Linked DNA regions of Mus musculus: regions 2 and 3 are each linked to region 1. A link is a contact called in public Hi-C and HiChIP or PLAC-seq data. All regions are on one chromosome and are shown on one strand. Each heading gives the region's core, a stretch centred on a gene start, on an enhancer-like site or on the middle of the called end of the contact. The rest is flanking DNA. Distances are from core to core; before and after follow the strand shown. Region 1 holds the start of Mia2 (MIA SH3 domain ER export factor 2). Region 2 overlaps Mia2 (MIA SH3 domain ER export factor 2). Region 3 has its middle 25 kb from the start of Fbxo33.

Region 1 (3,329 bases), core at 325-2,824:
TTTTTTTTTTGTGCTGGTATTTTATTTCTTTGTGTACATTAGGCCATGAATTCGTATGGAATGGGCTCCAACAGCTCAGGCTCTTTTCCGTTAGTCCTCACAAAGTGTGCTTCTCTGGGTGGTGCAGGCTGACACTTCAGCTGCCCCCAGGTGCCCTTCTCTTTGGCTTCCTTTTTCTTCTGGTCGTTCTCCTTCACCCACTTCAGGAAGCTGTCCCTGCTCTTTGAGTGCTTGATGTGCTCAATCCGCACATTGATCCTCTTGGCCAGAACTTTGCCCTTAACTTGCTTGTTTACAATGATGCCCACGGCATGCTGGGTGACATTGTAGACTCTTCCGGTTTTGCCGCGGTAGCACTTATGGGGCATTCCTTTTTGAACAGTGCCCATTCCCTTGATGTCTACAATATCACCCTTCTTGTAGATTCGCATGTATGTGGCCAAAGGAACAACGTCATGTTTCCTAAAAGGCCTAGAGAACATGTACCGGGTGCCTCTCCTCTTTCCCTTTATGTTCGTCATTTTGGCGAGTTACTGGAAGATGGCTGCGGCGGCCGAAAGCCACGTTTAATTTTTAATGTGTGGAATAACTCTCTATTTCTGTTTTCTCACAAGAGATGACTTAAAAACACACAGTAGCTTGTGTGTTGCTCTACCACAGCACCTACGTTTAGATTTATTCTTCACTCACTTCATGATATTGGATAGCTTAGCCTGTGTCTACTGTGGCTTATGTGCAAATATTAAGGTGATAATGTCACCGGTCCCAGAGAGCTGGTGTAAAGTTGAGATCACATCAAGAACTACTCACATTATCTAGGCACTTCAAATAATATGTGGATCATAGTAATAGTTATTATGTTTTAACTATTATTCTAACTGTGACTTCATAACAACACTGAAGATTTTTTAACATACCCAAAGGAATAGCTTTTCTGATAATTTCATCATATTTCAAAATCATACTTTTGACATAAATTGATAATGCTTTTTATATAACTATACATCTTCTTTTTAATGTCACAGGTATGGCAATTGTTTCTGGTTAATGTATTTGAAGTTTTTTCCCCCAAAAACAATAAATTCATTTTTGATTATGCGTTTAACTTTTAAAATTACATTTATCATTTACACATATACCCTTTCTGTCAGTCGGTGTGAGTGTGTGTGTGTGTGTGTGTGTGTGTGTGTGTGTGTGTGTGTGTGTGAATGAGTGTAGATCAGACTGCCACTTCTGGAATCAAGTCTGTCCTTTTACCAAGTGGGTCCTGGGTAATATTAAACTCAGGTTATCAGGCTTCATGATAAGAGTACTTATTAACTGAGCTATTTTCTGGCTCTATACCTTCTCTTTTGAAGGTAGAACCTGCATGTAGTAAATATTTGGTTTGTACTCATTGACTCATCTGCCTGAAGACTGTGGCAGAGATTGAGGTACCTTCTTTGGAGGCTTAAGAACCGTCAGACCGAGCACAGGGTGCCTTTAAGTGAGTCAGTTTCACATGGGCTACTTTATAACACATTGGTCCGGCTAAAACCCCTGTTAATTATTAAGCCCTTCGGTATCATCCGGCTACCTGACTCTGCAGACTGAGACCAGAGAGTGTTAATTTCTGAAGCTGGGCCAGCGCCCCATCGGGAAAATGTAGCTACGAAGGGATTGAAGAATACACAGCTTTTTCCTCTTGCGCTACGGAAGGGAGCGTCGCATGGGCTGTTTTTCTGGCATGCCTGCCGCCTAACATTCTAACGCTTGTCCAGGATCCTTGGTGGCTTGTTTAGGCATGGCGGAAGTCAGTGTTCAAAGAATCCTTCTTTTGGTTGTTTCTCTGGCCAAGTGTCTGGAGGGTACAAAGTTGCTGGCACACCTTAAGAAGTGTGGTGACTTGGAATGTGAAAGTAAGTTCGCTTTTCTTATTCTCTCTTACACTGAGTTCTAAAATCACATTAAATCTCACGGTGAACTTGTGGGGCAAAAAGTCAATGTTAGTAGTATTGATGGCTATTTGAATTATAAAGTATAGCTTCAGGCGAAAAAGGGAATTCTAGAAGCAAAGCATTTTGTGGCAGCATAATTATAAATTTTACACATTTAATAAATTTAATAATTTATATGTTAACATAAGCATAAAGACAAAAATTACACTGATAGAACTATGGTAGAGATAGTATTAATTCGTGTGTCAAAAACTAAATAACCAGCTTTTTAGCCATTTTTGTTTTGTTTTGTTTTGTTTTGTTTTGTTTTGTTTTGTTTTAAAGATAATTGAGTTGTTTGGAAAGCCATCGGGCAGTTTGTTAACTCACTGTCGATGAAGCTCATATGGGTTAGTTTCTATTTCACAATCAGAACTTTCCGATTCTCATGAGTTTCCCCCAAAATGTTTTTACTTCAAACCATCATTTTGAAAACTGTTTAGATGTCCAAATTTTATCAAATGCTAATCATTTGTGTCAGTTTATTATGTAAAAATGCTAAAATAAGTGTTTCAATGTGTGTGTATGATGTATAACATTTAATATGAAACTTTCTTAAGTCTCTATGAAGAGACATTAATTTCTACTTTGTTTATTTTTATTTTATATATATGGGTATTTTGCATGTATGTATATATATATATATATATATATATACACACACATACATACATATACATACACCACATATGTGCCTAGTGCTCATAGAACCCAGAAGAGGGCATTGGATTCCCTGGAACTTGAATTACAGACAGTTACGAGCTTCCACATAGTGCTGGGAACTGAACGTGGGTCTGCAAGAGGATTAGAGGCTCTTAACCACTTCGTCATGTCCCCAGCCCCAAGAACTTAATTTTTTGGTATCTACATAACTGCAAAATAATTTTATTCTGCCAAGTATAATGGCACCAGGAGGCAGAAGTAGGCAGAGCTCTAGTTCCAGGCCAGCTTGATCTACACAATGAGTTCTTTGTCTCAAAAGGACAACAGGAAAAAAGATATCCTCATCTTAGAGTTCCTGAAAAAATTCCTATCTTTTCAAGATGAAAATTATGTCTAATTTTGCAAAATGTAAATTAAAATGCAATATGTGACACAAAAATGTCTAAGACATGCAAGTATATTTAATGATTTATTTACCTCTGTTTTGTGTGTATTAGTGTATGCCTCCACGCATGTAAAGGCATTGGGTGTGTGCCTGGTGCCCCAGAGGCCAGAGAGCATTCTGACTAGACTAGACTAGAGCCACAAATGACAATGAGTCACAATGTGGGTGCTGGGAATTGGATGCAGGTCCTCTAGAGGAGCAGCCAGTGTTCCCATCTGCTGAGTCACTTCTCCAGCCCCAGGAAT
Region 2 (3,655 bases), core at 490-2,989, 77 kb after region 1:
ACAAGTGCCCATAATGTTAGTTTCAGGAGATCCGATGCCCTCTTCTGTTCCCTTGGTACACCTCCACTCATGTGCATGCACACACAGCAAACGGATCATCATTCTAGTAATTCCACTTATGTCACATCAACCAGAGTACGTGCACTTATAAAACTAAATAACATTTAAAAACAGTTCAGTGAATTGTTACATTTTACTGGCTAATGTTGTTATTGGTGAAACATTATTGGTGTAATCGTTTTTGTTCAAAATTGATTTTATGATTGCATATTGGAAAATAATTTACATAAAAATCTTTGTTGATAGTACTAAAATATATTTAAGCTTTGTTTTCTGTGAATGCTTAGTTTGTTCATTAGCTACTGTCAATTCTAATGTATGTTTTACAGTTTTAAGTCAAAGCAAAATTGAAAGTAGAGTGGTTGATGGTTATAGACTATTAGCTATTTTTCTACCTTTGCATGGTAAGCCACTTTTTGCATTTGATCCATTTAATATTGTATATATTCTGTGGCTAAACTGTAGAGTCCATAGAATGGTTGAAAAGTATGTAGAACACCATATATTTAGCCTTTGTTAATAAATAGACTACCAACACAGAAAAACAAACACACACACACACCACACACACACACACCACACACACACACACACACACACACACACACACACACACACACACTCAAACACACACACACGTACATATACACACACACATAGTATTTGTACATTGTTCTGTACTTAATAGATGTGCGGTACACATTGATTGTATTTAGTTATTAGAAACATGACCGCTGTTGACATTCTGTGAAAGTGTTTGTAGTTTCCCAGAATTATGGACATAATGACCATGTGTTTCCATTGACTTTCCTAAGCTTGTCTGCCAGCATGCTTCTTATGATTGGATATGTACATCATCAAATAATTCTAGGCCCTGATTTTTATCTAGACAGCAATATTCATTAACAAGTACCTGTTAGAGTCCAGATTCATGCTTTTGACTGGCATGAAACTCATTCCTCTATTGAATTATTTCCCCAAATTTAAAATGTTTTACATTGAGTTTAATAGATACAGATTCATATCTATTTCCAGTTATGATATTATATGCTATCATGCTGATATTTCTGTTGCTCTTAGATTTAAGTTTATTTAGATAAAATTTCAAGTGTATTATTTTTCTTCAAGCTGGCAGCTCGGACTCTTGAAAGAAATCTCAATGATTTAAGAAAAGAAAATGCCCACAACAGACAAAAGTAAGTGTCTTTGTGGGAATACTTTAAAAGCTAGAAATAGTTTCTTCATTATATAATATTTATATAAAAATAAATAAAAAATTGTAGTTCCCACAGAATCTCTTATGAAATATCTAGTTTTACTAGGTGAAAAGTTTTATTTATTTTTTGTTTGTTTGAAATGCTTTTTTAGGCTACTACAGTGGCACTTTAAAGAAGCTTTTACAAGTTACACTGTAAAAAGTGTAACTTAAATTGCTGGGCGGTGGTGGCGCACGCCTTTAATCCCAGCACTTGGGAGGCAGAGGCAGGCGGATTTCTGAGTTCCAGGCCAGCCTGGTCTACAGAGTGAGGTCCAGGACAGCCAGGGCTACACAGAGAAACCCTGTCTTGAAAAAAAAAAAAAATTAAAGAGCTCCCAGGGCCTAAACCACCAACCAAAGAGTACACGGAGGAAACCCTGGCTCCAGCCCACATGTAGCAGAGGCGGGCCTTGTCGGGAGGAGAGGCCCTTGGTCCTGTGAAGGCTTGATGCCCCAGTATAGGGGAATGCCAGGGCAAGGAGGCAGGGGTGGGTGGGGGAGCACCCTCACAGAAGCAGGGGGAGGAGGGGATGGAATAAGAGGTTTTTGGAGGTGGGAGCGACCGAGAAAGGAGATAATGTTTAAAATGTAAGTAAAGGAAATATCTGATAAAAAAAATTAAACCAGTATGAGTGGACAGAAAAGAGAGTGTGTGAAAGAGAGGGTGTGTCTCTCCCGCACAGTGAAGCTTAGAACTTCTTGTTCTTCACTGTGGGAGGATAAAGTGCTTATTGTCTCAGCCCGCGGGTTGCTGTTGTTGGGAGTCAATGTTGTACAGAAGGAACAGTGAAAGAAAGAATAAAAGGGACAGGTAAATGCTCTTCTCAGGCTGGCAGCAGTGAGTGTTGGGCTGGCCTGCCAACTGTACTTACAGCATCAGTAAAAACTAGCACCTGCTGGCTTGTAACTCAGAAATTAAAGTCAGACAGTTGTATTATTCTAGGTGTAAGGTTCAGGTACTAATAACATTTGTTTAAAAATATGACATTTAAAGATACAAAGTTTAGAAATAAAGTAGTAGAGTCACTTAATGGGATTTCCAATTTCCCAAGGGCAGTATAGGTAACTCAGGGGCGGGGTTCTGTGCTGCAGTGTGGCCTTTTCATTTACAATGGGTCAGTTAAACTCCCCGCCTCAGTTTCCTTTGTTATAAAATGATATATTTGCATTGGTTCATCTTGAATGGTTCTCCTACTTTAGAATGTAGACTCTTTGAGCTATCGCTACCAGTCTAATTTTAAAGAGCCAATAGTTCCAAAGGTCAGTGCTCCGACAAGAAGCCAGTCACCCCAAGTCAGTGTGCGGTTGTGGCAGGCATCTGGGCAGAGCACGTGAGGCCCTCTCTCTCTGCAGATGTTGAGTTTGTGAGAGCAGCTGGTTTGGAAGAGGCCTTTGGTTAAAATGTGTTTCTTTTGGATGAGTAACTAGAGATGTTTGTTCTTTATTTGCAGATTAACTGAAACAGAGTTTAAATTTGAACTTTTAGAAAAAGATCCTTATGCACTTGATGTTCCAAACACAGCATTTGGCAGAGGTAGTCTTTTTTTTTTAAACCCCTTGTTTGAAATACATATTATATATCTTTAATATATATATATATAGCATATATAGTGTACATTAGTGTAAGTTAACATTTTCAGTTAACAGTACTTTGTAATTTGTAGCCAGCTTTCTATTTGAAACTATTTCATTAAATCTTAAGTTTCTGGGTTTTGTTTTGCTAACAATAATGAAAATGATTGGTACCTCCCCTTTTCAGTAGATCTCAGGACAGATATTTAGTGTTGTCAACTCCTTGAAAAGCCCAGTGCTCTTAATAAAAATTACCAGTAGCTAATTTTTGAGACAATGAATGAGAAATACTTAAGTGGAATAGCATTTTGACTGTTTACATATTAATAATACTTGGAAATGTGCTTGATTAAAGTGAGAATTAGCATAGCTCTTCAAGAAATGCCTGAGGTAGTAACTTAAAAGGCAGGGCAACCTTAGGCTAAAGTGTCATTACTGTAATTATCCCAGGGAGGGTTAGCCCTTTAAAGATGCAGTTGGTATCTCAGCCCGTTTATTATTGAGTTAAACATTTGCACAGTTGAAGTGGAATTAAGCTCCTGTAGTTATGAAAAGAAATCTTTATAGGTGGAATCTACTTTTAATAACCTTGGAAGTCATCAAATTTTGAGAGTCAACTTTCATTAAAATGTAACTATGTCTTACATGCTAAAATATCAGATTAGTGTAGATTTTAAGTAGTAGGAAAGTTTGGAGTGGGACAAGTCTACAAGGGATTTTAGTGCAACCCAGGGTAGGTGTCTGAGGAGAGGTAAACCGTGCTGG
Region 3 (3,747 bases), core at 841-3,340, 99 kb after region 1:
ATTTTTCACACAAGTAATCTAACATTGTTTTTGTTACATAGTCTTTATAAGCTCCATGTTGTGTGACATTAGTTTGTGAAGGCACTTGTAACTAACCTTTCTTGGAACTAGCGCTGGAGAGATGGCTCAGCTGTTATGAATTAGGCTCTCATGGCCCAATGTCAGCTTAGCCACAACCTTCTCTAACTGCAGTTCCACAGGATCTGATGCCTCTGGCCTCCTTGAACACACACGCACGCGTGTGCATGCATGCACACACACACACACACACACACACACACACACACACACACACACACAAAAATTAAAAGTTAAAAAAAAATGAAGAGTAATACTTTTTGCATACACTTTCTTGTGTTTTGTATTGACTTTTAGGAATTTGTTAGAATTTGGGTCAGAAAAAAATTACATTCTTTGGTAGTAGGTTTGTTGAAAAGACTTTTAAAGTTTACTTGTAGGTAAGTGTAAAAGTATCTTTTAATTTGCTTGATAGTGATTGTCATCTTGGAGGCTTACTGCCTCAGTCTGCTAATCCAGGGCTGGTCCTAGAAGCTTCTAGTCTCTGTGTAATCTTGTCTAGGCCAAGAATGTTTTTGGCTTCTAAGCCTTACTGCTGGATAAATTCATCTTTCTAGTTCTTTCTGATCTTTGGCTGGCTGGTTCAACTCAGCTGTTGTGGCTCAAACTCCTCTCCAAGCTGACTGATTCAATGTGGCTTCTCTTTCAGCCTCTGACTTTGCTCTGCTTGGCTTTAAACTAACTCTGGCAATCTGTTAAAAATCTTCTGGCTCCTTCTCATTCTCTGGCTCATTCTGTCTTCACCTGTGTGGAGCCTGTTCCCCCTGCGACCTGTCTGTGTAAAACCCTGCCAGTAAAATAGCCTTCTCCCCCTTTATTTCTCTGTGCTGTTCTCTCTTAAGTTGCCCCTCCTTTCTTGAAAGTTGGGAATATCCTGTTCTGTCAAATCTTTCGCTGATTCATCACTTTGCTTGCCACTTAGACATCACTTTCAAACATGGGTGCTTCCTTTTACAAACTAACTAACTTCATTGGGATTAAAGATGTGTGCAAAGGTGAGTCTGTATTCCAGCCAGAGGGATTAAAGGTGTGTGCTAAGGGCTGAGATACAGCACAACCAGAAACGTTATTTTCTTAGTAAGGAACACAGTCCCAGGGTTCACAGTGTAACCAAATATCCTGCGGCACATAGGGTTAGGAAGCTATAGAGTTGTTTTGTGAACTTTGTTGATAATTGTTGTATCTGCAGAAGTAGTTCCAGGTTCACTGTAAGCTTTCTTAACTGTAAGTTAAGAAACAACTTAAGGCTTTGTTTTCACAACATAAACCACACATATATATTTTTTTCTCAGCTATTTTCACAGAACTTGCTAGGAGTGTTAGAAAACTTTCTCTCTTTTTTTGGTTTGGTTTTTGTTTTAAATTTGAGAGCCCCCCTAAAACAAGCTCTGAAGAACATAAACTTACTGTGTGTTACAGTGAGGGGAAGAAGGGGGGGGGGCTCTTGTAAGACAGAAATGTGATTCAGCCTCGTTTGAGAAATGGGAGTATTTCTTTGTGTAAGAATTTCAAAGCTTTCCAGTGTGTAGTGGCATGAACTGTATTACCAGAAGCTGGTCACTCCTGGGCTGTGCCTCGCCCTGCTTCCCTTTGTAAGTCCTCCTCAGCTTAGGTGCCACGTCTTCAGGCTACACAGTATTTAGTCTGTATAATGTCAAACACCAGTATTTAATTTTATTTTAAATTTAAATTTCAGCAGGCCTAAGGTTGTCTCTTGCTTTTCTGGCAGTATTTGAATGTATAAATGGGTAAGTGCCTGGGCAGAGAGCTAAGGCTCTTATCTAGAGGACGGTTAAATGCATGCAGTGACTGATAGTACTGTTACTCTGTTACTTTTTTTAAACGTATGTACATCTGTTTGAGTGGATTTACGTGCACCATAGTGTGTAGGTGCTAGCAGAGGCCAGAAGGTGTTGGATCCTCCGGAACTGGAGTTGTAGTCATTTGTGAGCCACCTGATAAGGGTGCTGGAAATCAAACTGGAGTTTGCTACAAGAGCAGTGGGAGCGCTCAAGTGCCGAGTCAAGTCTCTAGCCTTGTGATTAGTTTTGTTTGTTGTGTTTTTTTGGGGGTGGGGTGGGGTGGGGAACAGAAAGTATTTGGAAAAAAGATATATAGGAGGATCTTAGGGTTATAAGTGTACTAAAAATGAGGTAACACTCCTTCATGCACATACCTGTGAAGCCGATATCTTGGTTAAAGCAAATAGATGTTTATTCTTAGAGAATTTGTTTTGTATTCAAATAGTAAGCAGTGCTTGGAAGTTGCCCTCTTCCTATCAGAGCTCAGAGGTCACGGGGCACTGGTTAACTGTCGGACAGATGCTTATGTAACATGAGGCTGGAGTGGTAACCAGGATTCCTGACCCCTCTAGGCCTCTGAATGTTAGGAGAAACTGATTTTTGCATCTGATGTTTCATACTTCTTCAAAATAACTCCGTAAAGCAGTTGCAGCTGGTGTTTTCATTTTTGTTTTAGATTTAGGAAGCAGGTCTTTGTAATTTGGTTTATAGAACCAACACTGAAGCTCAAGAGGATGTAGGTCAGCATGAACGAAAGGCCCTTCATCTCTCCAGCTAGATCTATGAGCATGAGGCAAAGGTAACAGGGAAACGTGCCAGAATATCAGAAACGTCTGAAAACAGCAAGATTACACTGCTTAATACTCAAAAACGCCGTGCTGAAAGGCTGTAAAAAAAAATCTCCAAAAAGGAAAGAAAAGAAAAAAAGCCGGGCGTGGTGGTACACACCTTTAATCCCAGCACTTGGGAGGCAGAGGCAGGCAGATTTCTGAGTTTGAGGCCAGCCTGGTCTACAGAGTGAGTTCCAGGACAGCCAGGGCTACACAGAGAAACCCTGTCTCGAAAAACCAAAAAAAAAAAAAAAAAAAAAAAAAGAAGAAAAAAAATCTCCAATGAACCAGATTATAAATAATGTCGCTGCACGTGACCTGCAACTTCATGACTACTCTAACAGATGGCATGCTGTGTAGTCTCATTTGAATTTATACTGTGTTATATATCATCAGCTCTGAAAAGTTCTCCTACCTCCTGTAGTGAGTTCAGTTCAGGTCAGGATTAGGTAGAACAGCCATGTTCTGGAGACAGTAAATGGTTGAGCATTTACCACTTTGACAAGTTACGAGTCTCTGTAGTTACTGCTACCCATGGCAAACGGGAGCTTGTCTAAGCAGAGGACAGCACTGCTCCCCTATGGATAGAAACATAACTATTTGGAAGGCAATCTGGTGTCCATATGGCAGAGGTCCATTCAGCAGAATAACAGCTGATTTCTAGGCTTTGGGATTTCAACCATGTTTACTGCACCAGACTTGAACTCCCTCCCGTGGCGAGAGTGTCTGTGGTCTCTGTGTTCCCAGGCCAGACTTCTGACTGGGCTTTCAGTACCAGACATAGACTCCCTTCTCAGGATCATTAAATCCCATCAGAAGCAATTGCCTATTCCCATTTGGCTGATTCGGCATTTAAGTCCCCTCTTGATTATTTCTGAAATTACTAAACGTGTTAACTTTACATGTTCAAATAATGTCCATAAGAGCATGTTTTATTTTTGCATTAACTTAGAAATCTGAAACTCTCATTTTTCTATGTGGTATTTTAATAAAAATTACAGTTTAGTTATTAACATTTTTTCCAAGGACTACACTAA

Evidence for each region. A called contact is a pair of places that touch in the nucleus more often than the background predicts. HiChIP or PLAC-seq counts read pairs in DNA pulled down with a chosen protein or histone mark.
Region 2: an H3K27ac HiChIP or PLAC-seq map of embryonic stem cells shows a contact between it and region 1, with 5 read pairs. The contact joins the enhancer-like site here to the promoter of Mia2 in region 1. A contact is called at or near these places in 1 of 39 promoter capture datasets (macrophages), 3 of 115 datasets of contacts at active chromatin or transcription factors (embryonic stem cells, intestinal crypt epithelium and intestinal villus epithelium) and 3 of 9 other capture datasets (adipose tissue, liver and pancreatic islet).
Region 3: a Hi-C map of liver shows a contact between it and region 1, with 3 times the contacts expected there. The contact joins the enhancer-like site here to the promoter of Mia2 in region 1. A contact is called at or near these places in 3 of 39 promoter capture datasets (embryonic stem cells, macrophages and neutrophils), 2 of 484 Hi-C or Micro-C datasets (liver and nephron progenitors) and 3 of 9 other capture datasets (adipose tissue, liver and pancreatic islet).

The regions. Positions count from the first base shown.
Region 1 is chr12:59,094,017-59,097,345 of GRCm38.p6, forward strand. Mia2 (MIA SH3 domain ER export factor 2) reads left to right here and starts at 1,575. Exons shown (of 30, transcript NM_001368839.1): 1 at 1,575-1,898. The coding sequence starts at 1,784. It also overlaps the pseudogene Rpl21-ps3.
Region 2 is chr12:59,171,337-59,174,991 of GRCm38.p6, forward strand. It overlaps Mia2 (MIA SH3 domain ER export factor 2), which reads left to right. Exons shown (of 30, transcript NM_001368839.1): 23 at 1,189-1,256; 24 at 2,770-2,852. Among named protein-coding and RNA genes, the nearest start is that of Gm24233, 39 kb to the left of the region's middle. Within about 2 kb of position 1,740, at least 5 of the 459 cell types and tissues checked have an H3K27ac peak or open chromatin away from gene starts, as enhancers often do. A contact at or near this core is called in embryonic stem cells, where this site is marked.
Region 3 is chr12:59,192,856-59,196,602 of GRCm38.p6, forward strand. No RefSeq gene overlaps it. Among named protein-coding and RNA genes, the nearest start is that of Fbxo33, 25 kb to the right of the region's middle. Within about 2 kb of position 2,091, at least 21 of the 459 cell types and tissues checked have an H3K27ac peak or open chromatin away from gene starts, as enhancers often do. A contact at or near this core is called in liver, where this site is marked.